Linked DNA regions of Triticum aestivum: region 2 is linked to region 1. A link is a contact called in public Hi-C data. All regions are on one chromosome and are shown on one strand. The core of a region is the stretch at or near the end of the contact, and the rest is flanking DNA. Distances in the headings are between cores, read along the strand shown.

Region 1 (2,850 bases), core at 212-2,711:
CATTTACACATGGCTTTGGTCTTACATGACTTTGGTATTTGCTGGCGTGTTTTTTGTCTGTGTGTGTTGGTGTTAGTCGTGTGTATCATAACTGTGTAGGGTGAGGGCGTGTGTTTATTGTATTTGTATCCACTTAATGCTCCATTTGAGCCAACACAATTCACCGCTTGTCCCAAAAATGTTATTATTGACGTTTCTGCTAAGATACTCCATCTCAAAATGTAAGATATTTTTGTAGGCTAGTTCCTACTATTATTGTCATGGACGGTGACACATGTGAAGAGTTTTCCAGCTGTACTAAATCTGGGTTCTGGATTGGCATGGACATGATAGCCTTTTGCCATGCTTGGGTATACCCATCGGCATACGCCTTGTGTGATGGATGCCGGTGGGGCCGCCGTACGTGTAGCGCAGAAACAGAACAACGAAAGCAGAGTAGTAGTGGCTTTTGCCCACGCCTCCCAGCCGAAAGATTCCGAGATCCAAATGCGTTTTTCTTCTCCGGTCGCAATCCTAACCGTCATGACAAAACACTAGTCCTAGTTGGGTTGGCCCGAGCTGACAAGGATTGTCCGTAAGAATCTTCTACTACCAGCATCGGGCTCTGACTGAACACTACCGAGTACTGACTGATTAGTCTCTCCGTCCGGTTTCAGACATGGTGCAGTTCTCGAATAGCTGCTGCTAGCGTGGTAATTTCTTGTACGTTTTCTACTGCAGTGCGTTGTTTGAGTCATCCGAGTTACTACTAATAATAATGTGCTGTGAGTGAAACCGTGTATGAGGATGAGCTCCCAATTTGAAGGATGCATTGTGTTTTGGGAAATATACTGGATTGCGGATTAAATTGGACTCATCTATCGAACTGAAGATCAATCTAGGAGATGATTTTTGCTAGCCTGGTACTGACCGAGAGGTAGATGAGGGAGGAGACGGTGAAGGTCCAGAAGCGGCCGAGGAAGGCGTCGGCGACGTAGGCTCCGGCGATGGGCGTCATCCACACTGTGCCCGTCCAGTTGTTGACGCTGCGCACCGACGGCACCGTCTCCTGCCGCATCTGCGTCGTCAGGTACACCACCAGGTTCGACGCCACGCCGTAGAACGCCATCCGCTCGAACGCCTCGTACCCTGCGCCAGTCCATATGCGCGCGCGCGGGTTCATCAGAAGGAGAGTCGGATCAAATCGATCTATGGGAGACGGAGCCTGGTACTGACTGACCACTCACCGACTAGGAAGGAGCAGGCCTTCCAGCGGCCGGTCCGGGCGGCGACGACCGGCCGGCCGCGGAGGTCGACGGAGCCGTCCTTTGTGAACTCCGGCTTGAGTTCCTCCATCGATGGCCGACCCGACGATGTATGCTGTAGAGTGTAGACTCTAGTGCGTGTCTCGTGGTGTGTCGAAATGGGCTTGGCTGGAGCAAAATGATTGAGTGTATGTGGAGTGCCGGATGGCTACTTGCTAGGCAGAGACTGTCGCCGCGGGTAACTTCACCTCCGCCTTTGGCACATGTCGTTATCAGGAAAATGCTAAACTTATGCGAGATTACCTCTACAATTTTTTGAACATCAGATCAGTGCAGACACAAGCGCTCATTTATACGCGCGTACACGCACACCCTATTCCTATGAGCATCTCCGATAGACTGAACCGGCATATCATCTTGAGATTTTACGAAGTCACCGTAGTCCCCTCGTAGTCGACGGGGACGTCTCCTTACACTGAACGCGTATCGCCGGAAATCCTGAAATAAATCCAGCATAAATGCGAGTGGATCCCTCAAATCCTATCTATACATCTGCGACCCGGTCACCAAATTGCCATCCAACTAGCCCCTTAAACCAACTCTTTATGTCCGGGTTATCCGGCACACCTCAAATCCAATCTACATATGTGACAGATATTAAGAGGCGCGAACATGCCCGACATGTAAGATTGACAACCGGGACCCATGCAGAAAGCCACGTGTCTCTTGGGCGTCTCCTCCAATTCAATGAGGACGCATTCATGAAGCAGCCCTGGTGCGCTGCCCGAGAAACCCGGCTATTTAAGCCGGACGGCGAGGCGACCCTAACCTCGTTGTCATTCTCCTCCTCTCGCTTCCGTCCATGCCGCTGCTGCTCCCTCCTCTTCCTCTTCCTCTTCCTCCACCAGCCGCGACGGTCCGCTCCAAGGTAACATACTACAAGCTGCTCACTTCGGAGCGTCGGATAGAGATCCAGGCGAAGATGTGCGTCGTTGAGGCACACCGCACCACGCGCATTGTGGCCTGCCTGCCTCAAATTTCCTATAGGAGGAGGCGCCAGACGATGAGATGGAAGAGGCGGAGGTGTGGAAGGAGGAGGAGCCTACGTCGGATGAGTAGGAGGTGACTTCAATGCTGGAGCAGACCGAATTCAGCAATGTGGGAAGCGGTTGTGGAGTTTGAGCTCGCCCAAGCGAAGGAGGCGATGGAGCTGTAGGCCATCCTCGAGTTCATCCAGTCTGAGGCGAAGGTGACGACGAACCGCCACTTCATCCACGAGGCGAACGTGGAGCGTGAGCAGCTTTTCATGGACGAGAAGGACAAGGACGAGGAGTAGACATTTTGCCCGGCTGTCAATGACGACGAGGCCGGCGGCTCCGACAAGAAGGTTATAGAGCAAAGGGCGACTTTTCTGCCCATCAGCAAAGTGAAGCGCCTTTTCTGCTGAACTAGGTAGTCAGCCCTCTCCTCCCCGCGACGCATGCCGCGGCGGCCACCTCCCCACCGCCCAGCATGGGCATGCCTCCCTCTCCACGTGTAGGCGCAGGCTCCGGACCGCGGTGCAGTTCAGTTGCCGCCTCCCCTGGAGTATCCGAGGTCCCAGACT
Region 2 (2,992 bases), core at 332-2,831, 460 kb after region 1:
AGGCCACGCGGCCAGGCCACGCGACTTGGAGAGAGAGGCTTTGGGCGCTACGCTGGCCGTTAGATGAAGATTTGACAGCTCAGATAAAACAGCAGCGTACTGCTACGGTGGTTGGGTTGTGTGTGGCTGCCTGTTTTTCGTTTTCCTGTTTCTTTTCTGATTTCAACTCCCTTTTGAATTTTAAATTGGTTCAAAATCTAAAATTGATCTAAATTCAGTTAGGAAAATTATCAGAATGTCAAACCTATTATTTAGACTTATGGGGATTAATTTCATGCCAAATAAAATATATGCCTTATTTGGATAATTTTCCTTTTGCTTTTCTTAAACTGGTTCAAAAAATCTAATCCACTTCAATTTTTGGGAATAATTGTTAGAAGCTCAAAATAATATTTACGACTTGATAAAAATATTTTTATGCCCAAATTAAATATTTGAATTTCTCACCATTCTTTGGAATATCATTTTATTCCATAAATCTTTAGGGTTCAAACCAATTTCCAAATTCAAATTTAGGTTTTCAAATATTGGTTGGAGTTTATGGAAATTTATTTCCAACCCAAAATTTAACAAAAGGGTGTGAGCTCAAGTTTTGAGTTTGAAAAGTATTCCATAGATGACAATTTAGGGTTTCTAAATATCACCAAAACGTTTATTCGAGCGAATTTTGGAATTAATACAAACAACTTTTATTCGATCTAGCTAATGACAAGCACTTCTAAAAAAATTACAATTTATTTATTAACGACCCAGGTTTGAAAAAACTTTAGATGCGACTTTCTCTTGTTTTCCTCGTGTAACCCTAGGTGGCTAGGGCACACTCTCCCTCCCAACTTCACTAGCGAGCCCGTACATTCACCTCCCCACTGCCTGCCGCTATGGTGGTCAGTGGCAGGAGGGGAATTCCGGTGCCTTCGCTCCAATTAGTAGTTTAGGTTAGTTTTTTCTAGTCCTCGCAGTTGCAACACTTGTGCGGTTGGGTGCGCTTCTTCATTGTCTTCCGGGCTTTGGTCCTCTTCGAATTTGTCCATCTAGACGTAGTCGTTGGAGCTCCGACGTAGTTTCTAGCCGTGTCCTGTTAGTGTTTCTCGTCATGTGGCGAGATTTGTTTCCCAGAGCTTAAGATTTACGCAAGGGTTCAACGACACACAACTGTGGCTCCCGAGCGCTGATCCTTAGGGGTATGTGCACGAAGACTTTCTGGTTGTCATCAGCAAGGTCAAGCCGACTTCGGTAGCGGAGCGGCGACAACGGCGCGTCGGCGGCTCGTTCTGATGGCGGTAGTGGCCGTTCGGTGGTCACAAAATTTTGTTTATAATTTTTATTATGTTTGTGATGTTTTGTATTGTAATTTTTATTATGTTTGAGATGTTTTGTACCTTTGGTGAATTTTTATAACAGTTCTGATTATTTTTAAAAAGCTTTGGATGTGGGAACCAAGACTTTGAAGCTGAAAACTAGTGAGATGCACGCAAGGGAGAGAGGAGTCGCCCGTGGCGATTTCCTGGCCCCGCATTCCACAGCCTCACGTGGCACGCCGAGCACGCCCACGGTCCACGTACGCAACCCCGACGCGGTGCCCCCACCCCAACAAACTACACGAGCAAGCAAAGCCTAGCCGCCGCCTTCTTTCCCTCCTCGGCCCCTCGCCCCCTTCCCCGTCTGACTTTTTCTCCAAGTTCAACTCCGCCGCTCGCCCCCTCTCCCCGATCTCGGGAGAGACATGTCCTGGCGGTGGGCTCTGGCGCGTCGCGTCGCCACGCTCGTCGGCGGCGGCACCGGCGGCCCAGGCGCCGCCCAGGCGCAGAGGCTCTTCTCCTCGTCGGGCGCCCTCCTGGGGAGGCTCCCTCCCGCGCCGCCCCAGATTCGGAACAAGGTCCCCCTCCCCCGCGCATTAGTCTCCCGTCCTAGTCCTCGCCGGTCCTCGCACGGCCTGTTTGGTCCCTGCTTCGCGGTTCCCTGGCCCTGGCCCTGGCCCTGACCCTGGCCCTGGCCCTGGCCCTGGCCCGTCCAGGTAGCCGCGGCGGAGCTGCCCGCCCGCCAAGTGTTTGTGTATATGCCACCGACTAGTGTAGCGCTGCGGCTGAATCCTTTGCAGTCGTGCTCGTAGCTGCGATGTGTCGGCGTGCGCATTAACTCGACCCTGCCGATGATTTTGAGTTATTTTTACCGATTTTAGTAAGTCACTTAGCTGCATAGTGGTTACACTGAAAAGGGTAAAGAGAATTAAGGCGAGCAGGAATAGTAACCGGTCAGCTTAGTGTTACTTTCCGATTCTATTGGATTTGCCGGTTAGGTGACAGCGTGTTTTTGAACTGTGCATTGTATTTGCCTTCTGTTATGCTGATAGGTTCTCTACTTTTGGTGTGGATTAGTAGGTGGTGGGTTGCAGAGGAGCTGCTTTCGTGAACTCGCGATGGCTGCATGATGCCACCCAATGCCAGACTCGCCAGGATGGGGTATCGAGGGCCGAAGTAGGTGAACCCTTTATTTTTTTGATGATTTGCCTTTGTGCTGCTCGTTTGTTATGTTAATGATCTTGTCATTGTACCTCTTTTGTCAATCAAACATCTAGAGCCCAGCTTAATAAAGAAACTAATTGTGCATCACTATTCACCGCTGGAAAAAACACAGGCATATCCTGCTACAGAGATGCCAGCTGAATACATTATTGATTATTATGAACTGAAATATGGGACATGTCTAGCAATTAAACATAGATATCAAAACTAGGCTGTTGAACAACCAACGCATAGTTCCACACCTTACGTGCTGCCATTGGATTGTGAAGCGTTGCCACTTACGGCTCCCATTTATGTGTCATTTTTGCTGATACACTGTGCCCTATGAATGACTTCTTCTTTGATAACTCTGCCTGTGAGTTATTATATGCATTGGTTTTCATGAAGATTAAATGCACCCAAATTCTAATTCTTTGTCGCAAAATAAAAAAGTAGGATGTCAATGCATCAGATGAAATGGGCCTTCAGTT

What was found. A called contact is a pair of places that touch in the nucleus more often than the background predicts.
Region 2: a contact with region 1 is called in a Hi-C map of leaf, with 4 times the contacts expected there. The contact joins the promoter of LOC123156930 here to the promoter of LOC123160932 in region 1. A contact is called at or near these places in 2 of 5 Hi-C or Micro-C datasets (both in leaf).

The regions. Positions count from the first base shown.
Region 1 is chr7B:629,964,831-629,967,680 of IWGSC CS RefSeq v2.1, forward strand. LOC123160932 (protein NRT1/ PTR FAMILY 5.1) reads right to left here and starts at 1,462. Exons shown (of 3, transcript XM_044578785.1): 1 at 1,227-1,462; 2 at 911-1,128. The coding sequence starts at 1,335.
Region 2 is chr7B:630,425,736-630,428,727 of IWGSC CS RefSeq v2.1, forward strand. It overlaps LOC123156930 (solanesyl-diphosphate synthase 1, mitochondrial), which reads left to right and starts at 1,582. Exons shown (of 12, transcript XM_044575125.1): 1 at 1,582-1,876; 2 at 2,379-2,474. The coding sequence starts at 1,724.